Linked DNA regions of Gossypium hirsutum: region 2 is linked to region 1. A link is a contact called in public Hi-C data. All regions are on one chromosome and are shown on one strand. The core of a region is the stretch at or near the end of the contact, and the rest is flanking DNA. Distances in the headings are between cores, read along the strand shown. Region 1 holds the start of LOC107910046 (serine/threonine protein phosphatase 2A 55 kDa regulatory subunit B alpha isoform). Region 2 holds the start of LOC107910055 (pyrophosphate--fructose 6-phosphate 1-phosphotransferase subunit beta).

Evidence for each region. Hi-C and Micro-C count contacts between places; a contact is called where the count stands out from the background.
Region 2: a contact with region 1 is called in a Hi-C map of leaf, with 2.1 times the contacts expected there. The contact joins the promoter of LOC107910055 here to the promoter of LOC107910046 in region 1. A contact is called at or near these places in 4 of 34 Hi-C or Micro-C datasets (callus, leaf and seedling).

What each region holds. Positions count from the first base shown.
Region 1 is chrD06:57,279,096-57,285,988 of Gossypium_hirsutum_v2.1, forward strand. LOC107910046 (serine/threonine protein phosphatase 2A 55 kDa regulatory subunit B alpha isoform) reads right to left here and starts at 2,811. Exons shown (of 3, transcript XR_001687448.2): 1 at 2,252-2,811; 2 at 1,873-1,964. It overlaps LOC107910048 (protein STRUBBELIG-RECEPTOR FAMILY 8), which reads left to right and starts at 5,228. Exons shown (of 16, transcript XM_016837788.2): 1 at 5,228-5,713; 2 at 5,999-6,131; 3 at 6,232-6,303; 4 at 6,409-6,474; 5 at 6,564-6,635; 6 at 6,737-6,808. The coding sequence starts at 5,593.
Region 2 is chrD06:57,542,573-57,549,478 of Gossypium_hirsutum_v2.1, forward strand. It overlaps LOC107910055 (pyrophosphate--fructose 6-phosphate 1-phosphotransferase subunit beta), which reads right to left and starts at 4,350. Exons shown (of 16, transcript XM_016837799.2): 1 at 4,029-4,350; 2 at 3,721-3,882; 3 at 3,491-3,612; 4 at 2,987-3,040; 5 at 2,798-2,904; 6 at 2,594-2,699; 7 at 2,403-2,466; 8 at 2,094-2,182; 9 at 1,506-1,637; 10 at 1,188-1,358; 11 at 972-1,087; 12 at 716-827; 13 at 499-583; 14 at 158-202; 1 more. The coding sequence starts at 4,218.

The DNA.
Region 1 (6,893 bases), core at 1,561-4,060:
AGAAGAAACGGTGTAAGCAATGGAATTGTAAATTATGAGATATAGTAGGTTTTGTGAGATAAGGTCAGAATGATTTCGGGTTCCCCTGTACTGACTTTGGAAAATCATAAAAAATTAGATAAAAATAATTAGAGGCTTAAATTTATATGTTTAAATCCTTAATGAGTCTATTTTCAATAGAAACAAACGGAAACATCATTAGAATTCTGTACGATGAGATAATTAATTTTTAGTGAAGAAGGGTCGGAACTGTTAGACAGCAGAATAGTGATGACTTTAAAGAATAAACTGTACTTATTGGATAAACCAAAAATTCTGAAAATTTTATGGTAAGAACATATGTGAGTCTAGTTTCAGATAAAATTCACAGATCTTAATTTGGAGTTCTGTATCTCAAGATATAAATAATTTAGTGACTACGACTCAAGTGGACAACTTTGAATGAATATATATAAGTAAATGGTGAAATTATAGATAATGTTACCTATAAGCATGTTATATACATTAAGGATGTGGAATAGAGAGGAGGAGGGGGAAAATATATGATTATTTAACTAGCATGAGTTTTCATTAAAAATGACCAATTTACATGTTTTAGGTTCATGGACTAAATTGAACAAATGTGAAACTTTAAGAGTAAATTTGTAAAAACGTCAAAAAGTGACCAAATTGCATGAAATGGATTGGTTATTTATCTAAATTACAAAATTGAATGAAATTTAGAACAATATTGGGTGGAAATTTGAGAAAAATAGAAAATTTCCAAAATATCCCTAAATTTTGGTATTTCTGCAATTTAGTCTAGTGAGCTCGTATGAGCTATATTCTATATAATTTTAATTGAAGTGAATGCTATTTGGTAATGAATATTATATATATGTGTGTTTTATTATTGGTAATATGTATAATTATTTGATGCATTTAAATGATTATCGGAAGCTCAATTGAGTTGGAAGCTTGTTGGAGATATATCACAGTATCCATTTGTTCTATCGGTAATTTTGGATGATTTGATTCTTGTTATAATGGTGTGTATAAGTTAAATTGGTTATGAATATGAATGTTAGATAAAAATGGAATGTCTGAAAATTAATTAGTAAACTCCGGTAATGCCTCATACCCTATTTCGGTGTCGAATACGGGTAAGGGGTGTTACAGCTACCTCTGCATTATATGCCTGTTTAGGACATATTAAACACATGCACTAACTGATTGGTGGGGATCTAGTAATCGCTAAAGCAAAGCAGAGCAAAGCAACAGAGACACAAAGCAGAGCAAATCAGTAAAGCAAAAGCGGCATAACAGAAAAAAGGAACACTAATTCTGAAAGAATTACAACACAAGTTCGGACATGACAACACAAGTTCAGCAACAGAAAGTTATTAGGAAGGAACCATGATTCGTTGTATCATTATTTAAAGAAACAATCATCCTTTACCATTACAATTAGAGAATCATATGCCTTCTCCAGAATGCAAACTTTGAATGGGAAGGGGGGGAAGAGAGCCTAGAAGCGCAATCAATAACAGTTTAAATCTACACTCCAATCTAGAATCTAAACCAGATGGCATCAGTTTCTCAAGAGGCATCTCATAATGATGCTGCCAAAAAAAACACACTAATAATAATAAAGAACAAAGATGCAATAAAGGTTAAGCAAAATATTAGGCTAGAAATCTTGGTGAGGGAATTCAAGAGACTAAGCTAATGAAGACTTATTTTTCCATCAGAGAAGAAAAATGTAAGATGTGTGATTCTACTACATATTATCCCAGAAAAAGAATACTTCCTCTTCAATTGATTTTCAGATAATACTAAAATACGGAGCCAAAACACCACAAAATTGCAATAAAAACAAAACCCACTAGCTACCTGTTATTTGAAATAGAATTGATGTGATAATCATGAGCATGGCCGTATACTCGTCGACATCTAGCCACTAGGTTGGTCTCCTGACTTGTTACCTAGATATAGTGAAGATTAAAAGTTAGTGCAGAGTGATCAAGATGCATTTAGACAACAAAAGAAATGTTCATGATTACTCAAAAACAAAATCCTAACACTCTCCTCCTGCCAGAGAAAGAGAGAGGATGGTCTCCTGAATGTGGGTTTTGAATGGGAGAAGAAAATCCTCCAAAGAGAAGCACCAGTGGTGGAGAAGAGGAGAAAATATACAGAAGAAATAATGATAAAAATCAATCCCATAATAAAGACAAACAAAAATATACAGAGAAGAAAAAGATAAACTTACCGGTGGTGGAGAAGAGGAACAAAGAACCAGAGACTTCTTCAGTGGAGAAGAGGAACAAAGAATTGGCAGAGGAACAAAGAAACAACAATGAAAAGAGATGGAAGCAAACTGCATTTTGGATGAAAACAAATAACCAGCGTTGTTTGTGTGTTGTGTGGCTAAAAAAGTAAAAGACCAGCCCAAAAGCACTTATTGGCTGAAAAAGCTAAAAAAATCTCCTTTTTCATCTGCCCAAAAGTACTTCAAAAACACTGGAAATTTGCAAGAGATGAAGTTCGTTCTTTATTGCTTTTTAGAGAAAAGTGCTTTTACATGTAAAAGCCTATCTCAGATGCAATAAAGAACGAAGCCTTAATCGGCAAAATCATAATTGAGCGAGATGAGAGTGGTGAAGCCCATTCCGACCAATGTGATAGACTAAAGATTTTAATACATATTTCTACTCTATCTATAATTCAGTGCACACTAATTTTATTAGTATTATAAATAATCACTTTGCTTTTGTTTTTCTCAAAATTATGCAACTTTTGTTAGGTTAATGATTCATTCATTTTGTTTGGAAAACAAAATCTAAATAGCTGGAGGTTGCTTTTAATCATCACCACCCGCTATAAAGTTATTCAAAAGTCAAAAAGAAAAAGACAATAAAGGGTAAGTTTGATTGATTGGGAGATTTTAGTCCTTTTCAGATATTCCGACGAAATCAACTGGGCCGGCAGGCAGGCAGGCTCTGGTATGGTCCTTGTTGCCCTTCCCCACACACTATTCACATAGCTGGTTTCAATATCAAAACCACTCCCAATATGCCTCCTTTTGTTTTGTTTTTCATGATTTTCGTATCTTTTTTTAAGAAGGTAATGTCGATCATGTCTCGCTCAGTTGAAAATGTGTAATTTTGAAAATCATGATCATTGTTATGGATATTGACACACTCTCAATTTAATTTTTTTAATACAACAAATACATTATATATTAAAGTAGAATGATAATATACATAAGTCCAAAGAATTTAGGGTTTATTGTATTATATTTACATCAATGAAATATTATAAAAGAAAAAGTGGATTCAGATTTTACCTCCTAAATACAATTATGACTTTTACATTAAATCTTGAAATATAAGTATTTACGTCGTTTTTGTTACATGGCCAAATGAATTAAAGCCAATAACATATTGCATGTTGGTTTGGTTTTGACCATGAAATTTGATAAAATGCGAATTATATGCTCGCAAAGGGCCTCAATGTTCATTCGAACCAAAAATCTTGGTCCCTTCATTATACCAAAATGTAAAAAAATTAATTAAATTCTTGTATTAAATTCATATCTAATTAATTTTTTTATTGATAATTAAAATAAATAATTAAGTTCTTCAATTAACGGTTTTCATCATTGATCGCATTGACCGTTAAAATAAATTGACGGATCAATCAGATGGTGGTACATGTGACAGCTTCTGATTTAATCTAATTTTTTTTCATCAAAATAATTAAAAAATCTTAAAATTATAAAAAAAACTATTAAATATTAAAAATATGAAAATTGATATCAACTTATAAAAAATATAAATACTATAAAAAATATTAAAAATATAATAATTTATAATTTTTCATAAAATTAATAAAACATATTTAGAATTTTATAAAAACATATTAAATTCTATAAAAATCATAAAAGTATTACAATTAAAATAAACTTATAAAAAATTCATAAATACTTGAACTTGATCGAATTAGTTGATTGGATCAATTAAACCGAAATCGACAAGGGAACTGGTTTGGAGAAAACCATTAGATAAGTTGACCTAGAATGGTTGAGTCGATTTTTTTAAATAATTTTTTATTTTTAATGTTTTATTTAATTGAACTAGACGGATAAGTCGAACTAGTAAACTGATAGTCTGATCGGTTCGACTACTTGTCCAGTTTTGAAAATCTCGGTTTGAATATTTCATTATGACATATGCTAATAGTTAGATAATTGAATTTTGGTTTGATAAGAATATTAAAAAAATAAAAAAATCGGTTCAACTGCCCGGTTCTCAGGTCACCCGGTCTAATGACTTTCCCAGGACTAGTACCCTTGTTGATTTTGGGCTAATCAATCCTGTTAAAGTTTTTATAAATTTGTATAAATTTTTTTTATAAATTTATATCCATTTTAATATTTTAAATATATTTTTTATATTTTTTACAATTTCTTATTATTTTTTAAGAAATCTAGTATGTTTTATTAATTTTATAGTTTTTTTTATAATTTTAATAAGATTATATCAATCTTAATATTTTTATTTTCTAATTTCTTATGAGAAAATATTAGATTAAATCAAAAGCTGTCATGTGTTATTATTTGATTGATGTGTCAATTTATTTTAATGATCAACGTGGTTAATTGTATTTTATTTTAATTTCATTTTTTCTTTAAAATTTTTATCCTTTTAAATGGAAAATTGTATTTTTACCCGCAAAATTAATATTTCAATTTAAATCATTTCAGTATTATATTTAACTTAAAATATAAATTTATCTTAAATTTCAACATAAGGTATATTACTTCACCTCTTGTTGCAGTGAGAAACAAATATTTCCATACAGTGATTGGGAAACGAATTTAGATAATATACTGACTAAATTAAAATTTTAGTTTACCAGCAAAGGGGAAAAAGAAGAGCCGAGGATCTCTCATCTCTCTCAGTTTAGCTAATTCCAAATTCCAACACAGTGAAACGTGAAAGCGAAAGGGCAAGAACAATACAATGAAGAGAAAAGAAAGAGGATCGAAACTCGAATGTGACAGTGAGAGGAACCTGAGCAAACAAGTGCTAAATTGTCAATACCTTGCTTCCATACCATGTCTCAACCAAACCCCTTTTCCCTGTTTTTTCTATTCTACTTTACAACTCTTGTTTTTTCTTACAACATTTTCACTACCGACTCTCTCTCTTTTCTTTTTTTTTTCAAATTTGACCGACACCCACAACGCGAAACACTCTTCACATGTAATAAACACACACACACACACACACACACACACACACACGCACACACGCAGACACTCTCTCTTCATTTACTACCCAATACCATCCCCCTCAAGCTTCGGATCTCTCTTTTCTTTCTTTTTCTTTAATGGCGATGTCTCCCAACTATTTCTTCTTCCCGTTTTCTTCTCTTTCTTCTTCCTTGTATTTCTTCTTCAGCTTCTTTTGAATGTCCATGGTTCTTTATCATGTGCTCCACCTCAACTGATCCTCACCTCTATACAGCTTCCAATATCAACTGCAACAACAATTACTACAAGACTAAAACAACAACCCCAAAAATTATAAACAAAAGAAGCTAGCAATGGGTTACAGTAACAGACCCTTTTCTCTTTCCATGTCTCGTTTGCTGCTCAATGAGTTAGTCGTACTCGGTTTGATCTTTGCTTCCACTCCAGCTCAATGTGTCACTGATTCTTCCGATGGTATTTCTCGTTTCTCATTCTGATTCTTTTCTGGGTTTTTTTTTAATTGTTTAAGGCATTGGTGATTTGGTTATCTGATTAGCTTGGCAAGTCTATATATATATTTGACTTTTTTGGCTTAGATGTAAATGTGATTAGTAAAGATATGAACTTTGACCTTGATCTTTTATTATGCTGTGTTGTTTCATTAAGGGAAATTTTAATTGCTTTGATTCCTTGATTTTAGTTCTGTTTGGAACCTGGGGATTTGTTATTAAGTTGTTTTCTTTCCTTATTTGTGGACAGTTCAAGCGCTTCAGGTTATGTACACTTCATTGAACAGCCCTTCAAAGTTAACAAATTGGAAAACTAATGGTGGTGATCCATGTGGAGAATCATGGGAAGGGGTTACCTGTGAGGGCTCAGCCGTCGTTTCTCTGTAGGAGATTGTATATATTTTCAGATATATCTATTTATCTTTTGGAAATTTGTAGATTGATCGGTTTATGTTTTTGGTTGATGTATTGTTGATAAAACAGCGATATTTCTGGGTTAGGACTTTCTGGAACCATGGGATACTTGCTCTCTGATCTTATGTCTTTGAAAACACTGTAAGCTTATTCCGTTGCTCTGATGCCGATATTCGTTTGAGATAGTAACTCTTTTTTAATCATCTAATTAGTTCATTTCTTTTTTTTTTCTTTGTATTATGTTAGTGATTTGAGTAACAACAACCTTCATGATACAATCCCCTACCAGTTGCCGCCGAATGTTACGAGCGTGTAATGTCTCTGATTCATTTTTCTGTTGTTTTCATTTTTTGGGGAATTGCTTAGGTTTTAAGATTCTTATTTATTATATGATCATGCAGGAATCTTGCTGGTAACAACTTCAGTGGGAATCTTCCTTATTCCATTTCTACTATGATTACTCTCACTTACTTGTAAGTGATATTATCTTGAACGCCATGATGTTTTATTTTACTAATCACACAACCGAACCCAAACTTTCTTTCATTCCCTAATTCTAAATCTTTGGTTACAGGAATGTAAGCCATAATATGCTCTCCCTCTCTGTTGGAGACTATTTTGCTAATCTTGCCAGACTCGGGACTTTGTAAGAGAACTTAACCATATACATTTCTTATGTAGAATTATGCGATCTAAGTTGTTGTTCCTTGCTGCTTCAGTATTCCACTTAT
Region 2 (6,906 bases), core at 3,100-5,599, 270 kb after region 1:
ATGTAGCAGTTTTTACTGGCCCACTCCTCCCGCAAGGAAGCAAATTTCTTGAATGGTGCACCTGCATAATCATCACAACAAATAAATCATGGCATCATGATCTAGAATAGCATTTAATACACAAAATTTGCAAAACAACAAATGTGCTGAATCATACCATCCAATTCTACCATTGCCTTCTTGATAACAGGCTTGAATTTACCTGCAAAACATTTCAAAGTTAATGAAGTACTAGAATTACTGACAAGAAATGTAAAGAAAGAAACATGCATACGAGAAGGTGAAGATAATTTCATTACTATAATGTGGTTGATGTTTTTGTTCTAAATTACATTTTACACATTCAAAGCAGCCATGCAGATGCCACTAAATACATGATGAGGAAGTCAAGTGCACTCAAAGAGTTTCTTCACCAGCATAAAATAACAAAGGAAATAAGAAATGGAAGTTCTATAAGACAAAGTCAATTGATGTGATAGGCTGAAGAGTTAACAATACCATGCCTCCTCTCCACATCCATCATTGATGTAAGGGCAGTCCCTCCAACAGTCCATTCTTCAACTGGGGCACACAAATTTCCTACCTGTGGACATTACAATATGAAAAAACAAAACAATTAGTGCATTAAATTTAAAAGGGCAATTGAATATCAATATAACCCAAAAGGAAAAGGATAGGAAGGTGCAAGAAGACAGAAAAAGGGATCAAAACAAACTGATGATATCAATCCGGTTTTTCCACTGTGGAGGAGAGCACCAGCACCATAGCCCAAAGCATAGCAGTATGATGCATCAAAGTTAGTAGGCAAACCACACCTACCTTCATATCTGCAAATTATAAATCAGATAAGGAAAGATGTCACCAACATGAAACAAGTAATTGATTCCACAAGAATACACTTTATTGGTCTAGTCACTCAGCACTAAGGCTTAAACCTACAAAAAAACGACATTTCTTAACATGATTAGTACCCGAAGAAGTGTGACTGTCCTTTAAAATTGGCTTTATAAGAACCTTCCTGCTTCCTCTTTTCCAATTCGGTTTCAACCATTTGAATGAGCATTTTCTCTGTTTCTATTTTGGCAACCTAATAGCATATATAACAGAAATAAACATTGTGAATTTGGAAGCCACAAAAAACTACAGCAACAAAGACAAGCAGAGGAACATCCTTGCAAAGTAAATACCTGAACATTTCCATGGGGATCCCTTTCAAGCATCAATTGTTCTTGAATTGCTTGAGGTAAGAACTCAAAAAGCTTCAGAGATTGATCGGTAAGTTTCTTTTTCCATAGGCCATTTTCATCAACAACATCATGTGCCAGAATTTCATTAAGTTCAGCAATAAGCTGCTGGACCTGGAAGTACACAAAAGCATACATCTCAGTCAAGTAGTACACACAGATGTTTGTGAATAGCAAAGCAATAGATTTCCTAACTACAAAACCTTTGTGAGAACAATCTATTCAATCTGACAAAAGAGACCAGCTGATGACCAACAGTACCTCAGGAATGAAGTCAATAAGACCTTCAGGAATGAGAATAACTCCATAGTTATAACCAAGTTCAGCACGTTTGCAAATGACATCAACCATGTAGTCTGTTACGTTTTTAAGGGTCAGCTTCTTGGCAGCAACCTGCAACATGTAATCTGAATACCTTTGAATCTGTACAGAAAGCTTTTATAAAGCATCTACAGAGCCTGTTACTTTGGTGTTGTGCTGATGTTGGATATATGCCGATATTTTTTTCAAGTTTTCATATATTTTTGAAGAATTACCCTCGTACCCATATCCAAATATGTATTGGCTACATGTACTTAAGAAAAATGAAGAGTTGGAAAGCAACATAGCCCGTATAAACTATTACCAACCATTTTATCTTCAAGTAATCATTAGAAAACCTAAAACTTAACACACAAATAAAGAGCATACTTGATAATATACAAAAAGAATGTCCTAAAACAATCAAAACATAAACCTTCTTCAAACTTATTGCTTACAAGTACCAAAAACTGTCAGATACATAAGAATGGTTTATAGAATATCTCTTCTCCAATAAGAGTGGTCTAGGATGAATGATCTATAAAATACCTCTTCTCCAATAATAGTAATGTTAGGATGAGTCTGCAAAGCACACTCCAAAGTAATGTGTGAAGCTGCACGTCCCATGAGCCGTACAACTACAGAGACAGATGAATTGAACATTGTTACCAACATAAATAACAACAGTAGAGCAAGGGGCAGAGAGGTCATTTCAATCCTAATCTAATTTGAAAGGTAAACAGACACGTGTTTTAGTGGTATAAATGAACACTGATTAAAAAAGTAGTCAATCATTCATGAACATAGGTATGAACCCTTTCAAAAGGTTCATGAAATTTGAAAGCTTTAAGCACTCACAATGATAATATTTTCCAGTTGATCGTGCATCTATCATGACATTCCCAATCATTTCAGCATATATCTATAAGAAGATAAGCAAACATGAGTATATATCTAACGCAGTGGCATATACAACAAAAGGGTGTATAATAAATACTTGCACAAATGTTAAAATAAAGACCTATAAAATGTGAACGCAGAAGCCTTACTTTGCAAGCAGTATCAAACCCAAAACTTGTAGGAACCTCTTTGCATTTCAAATCACCATCGATGGTTTTTGGGCATCCAATCACTCGAGTTTTCAGATTTTTACTCCTAATTGGCAAATTGAAGAAGCAAGTAAAGTAATATGGTATACATACTTTCCATCAGCAACAATATATATCAACAATACAAAATTTCTCTGACTGTACCTGAAGTTTTCAGCAAGAAGGCAAGCATTTGTGTTTGAGTCATCCCCACCAATAACAACAAGCCCATCCAGATCAAGCTTTGCTGCTGTTTCTTCAGCTTGCTTGAACTGAAAATCGTACCAACTTTATTCAGCAATTATTAGTTGATAAAAACTCAATAAGTAGAATGAAATACAGATGTAACCTTACCTGCTCAGGAGTTTCAATCTTGTCTCTCCCACTACAGATCATATCAAAGCCACCCTGGTTAGAATAAGTAAACACAATTGTTAGGATCTTTGCTTTACCGGTCAGTGCATATGTTGTAATGTATAGACGCAAAGTTAAAATTAATAATAATATGCATAGTTAACAGACAACAAAACCTTACTAATATGGAAATAACACAGCCTATAATGCAGGTGGCATGAAACACTGCCATGCTTCTCTTTCACACTGTTTAAATTGTTCTTACCAACAAGAGGAACATTAAGCAGAAGCTACTTTATCATATACTCGCACCAACTTTTCACATGATAATAATGTAGAAATTTCAAAATCATCAAAATTCCCAAAAGCCATAGTTACTACCAAACACTATTAATATTTAAGCACGCGCTGCTAAAATTCAAAAAGGATCTTAAGGCTTCATTTGGTTACTATTTTCTTTTGCTTCCTGACACTAACATTTCTGTAAATACTAGCAAATAATACCTGATTTCTGTAAGGGTAAATATAATCTGCAGTCAATTCTACGTATTTTCCCTTCATGATCCCAGCAGGACCACCCTTAAAACCATACAAAGTGCTACCTGGAGCACGCTCCTGCAAGTAATCTTTCATTCCAAAGGGAAAAAATTTTATTTCCATTAGCACAAGTATCGTAATTCTAAAGTAACATGCAATGTTATTTAAACGATGTAATTGAGAAAAAAAAGACTAACCGAAAATTCCGCAAATCACATTGTGACCTCCAGGTGCCTGCCCTCCAGACAAAACGACGCCGATCTTTAGCTTCTGATCAGATCCAATATTGTCTACTCCGTTCGGCACCAGCATAGACGAGGGTTGCCCGAACATATTCGGAAACAGCTTTGCGATCTCATCTGCCAAGAAACAAATCTGCCAGTTCAGTGAACTGAGCTATATACTATTGTTTTACTTGCATGATTATGCAGATAAATTACAAAAAGAAAAAAAGAAACTAGATCGAAAATGAAAAAGATGAATAAAGAAGTGAAGAGAGAAGAACCAGGGTTGCCGGCGGCGGAACTAGCGGGACCATCGACAATTTTGAAGGGGCTTCTGAGAACAGAAGGTACAGGAAGAGCGTGGTCGATACGACTCGTTTGGACCTCGCTGTAAACGGAGGCGAGACGTCCTGCGAACGGAGTCGTTTTAACGGCGGCCACACCGCCGTTAGTTACAAAAGAGGGAGCCATCTCTTTTTTACTTAGTAAATTTTTTTTGGTGGTTATACCTAACTCAGTCCTATCAGTTGCGAGTCGACTAGTGAGTAGTGATTCAAGCGTGGCGTGGATCTATCAGATTTGTCCTGAGTCGCTTTTAAGTCAAAAAAGAAGGGTAGTAGTGTCATTTCAGGTTACATATTTGGGCTCTTGGGAGACTCCGCCCCTGAAAAGGTATCTGTTTGCCCATTGAAATCGGTGGTATTTTAGGAATTTACCAGCGAAACGACAAAGAATCAAATACTTTCAGGATCCAGTAACGGATGAAATCATAGCAGAAAGGAGGCAGAGGCACGATAAACATGAGTAATACGATGACCCATATGTTAAATAATTTAAGTAATATATAATAAATTAAATATGTGAAAATTTAATTAAACCATCCTCAAATTTTCCAATTTTCTGCCTGCATTCAAATATTTAAATCTATTTTTTACTGAGCAAAGTCAATTTGATTATTCATTAATAAATAATGAATATTTAATTATTAATATATGCAATGTGAATAGTAATTAAAATATCTAAAATAAATATGATATTTGCAAATATTGAATATCCGTTACCTATTATCATCTCTAATCAAAACACGAAAAATATTAAAACTCATTACAGAAAAAAGTTTATATACGAGAGAGAACCACCCATTTGTTTTACATACTTTTGTAATTATTTATATGATTAATATTTTAACGATTCAATTCTGATATTTCATGGTCTATTTATATAGATTATACATGTCAAATTTGATGTATTTGCTTTATGTAAAACAAATTCAATCGTTGAATGTATATTAATATATAGAGCATTTTAGATCGATATGATAAAAATATCGGGTCAATTCAAAAAATTTACATACATGATAAATATAATTATATTAATAAATCATTAAAATATTAATCCTATAAATAATTATAGAAATATATAAAATTATTTTAATTTTTACACCCTCTAAGTTAATTATAGTAAAAAGAATCTTTAAAAATATACCATGAAGATATGAATACTAGAACTATGATATGGAGATGGAGTGTAGCCTCGAATAACCTAACTTTTTTGGTTAGGTGGGAAATGGGAAAGCATATTCTCATATTCCTTTTTCAATTTTTTTTTTTTTTGTGTGTGTGTTTTGTTTTGCTTCAAATTTTCTCATATTTCATTATACAAGTGTTTGCTTGTTCATAAATATTCACTGGAATCATCCTAAAATATCTACAAATACGAAATGGAGTCCGGCCCAACAGATTGGGTCTTACCTGTAATTGTTGAGTTCGGTATTGGGTTAGGAGGGTGTGATCTAAAACCAAAAGAAAGTGCAAATTGGAGTCCCCAAACCCCACTGCTATGCCCATCTCCACCTAAAAGGATGTGGCTTTTTCTGCTTAAGGTGTCTGCTATCCCCATTTAACCATAAAATATGATTAGCAAAGCAATCTCAGTGCACGCAAGATCGAATGATTTACTAAATCAAACCTAAATGATAGTATTTTTAGTGACAAATTGGAACCAGAAATGTCCCCAAGTGCTCAAATCTGAAAAGTTTTACGTATAGGGCGTAGGGCTACACCCTCTAACTCAAAGAATAACATATTGCTCCACCTTTCTGTCATTACCAGGTGCTTTCATCTTCTACACACTTGCAAGATTTTTGTTTTTCGCAAAAAGCCCTCACACTTTTTTTAAAAAAGTAATTGAGTTTTTGTTTTTTTTACTCATTTGGGTACTTAAACTTTCAAAATGTATTAAAAAAGGCCTTCAAACCTTTTCCAGAAAAACAATTAAGCCCCTACTTATTTTTTACTTAATTGGGTACTTGAACTTTCAAAATGTATTAAAAAGACTCTTAAACTTTTTCAAAAAGTACAATTAAGACCCTGCTTTTATTAAAAATTATAAAAATTTAAATCAATATTATTAAATTTTAATTAAAAAATTCAAATATTAAAAATTAGAAAAAAAATATAAAAATCATAAAAAAAATTATAAAACATATAGAAATATAAAAAAATTATAAAATTTTATAAAGTCGTAAAAATTATATATATAATGTAAAGAAATATAAATTTCGTGAAAAAATTTATAAAAAAATTTATTGTACAAAAAGAAGCATTTTATAATTTTTCTATAACTTTTATTGATTTTTACTTCTTCTTTTTTATCATCTTTCATACATGTCACACTGTGTTGCACCATGTGATGACTTTAATTGAAAAAAATTAGGGGTCATTAATTTTTTTATGATTTTTATAAAAATTTTCAATTTTTTATTTTTTATGATTTTTATAAAAAATTGTAATTTTTAATAAATTGTAATTTTTTATATTTTTATTAAAATTTAATAATTTTTCTAAAATTGATTATTATTTTATTATTTTATAATTTTTTTTCTAATTATTAATAAGAGCAGGGGATTAATTGCTTGTTTTAAAATTTTGAGGGTCTTTTTGATGCATTTTAAAAGTTTAAGTACTCAATTGAGTGAAAAAAAGCAAGAGCTTAATTTTTTTTTGAAGAAGTTTGAGGACCTTTTTGATATATTTTGAAAGTTCAAATGCTCAATTAAGTGGAAAAAAAAAAGAGAGGGACTTAATTAGTTTTTTTTTTTAAGTTTTAGGATTTTTTAACACCTTTAAACATTTTTTCGTGGGCCATGTTTGGTTGGGT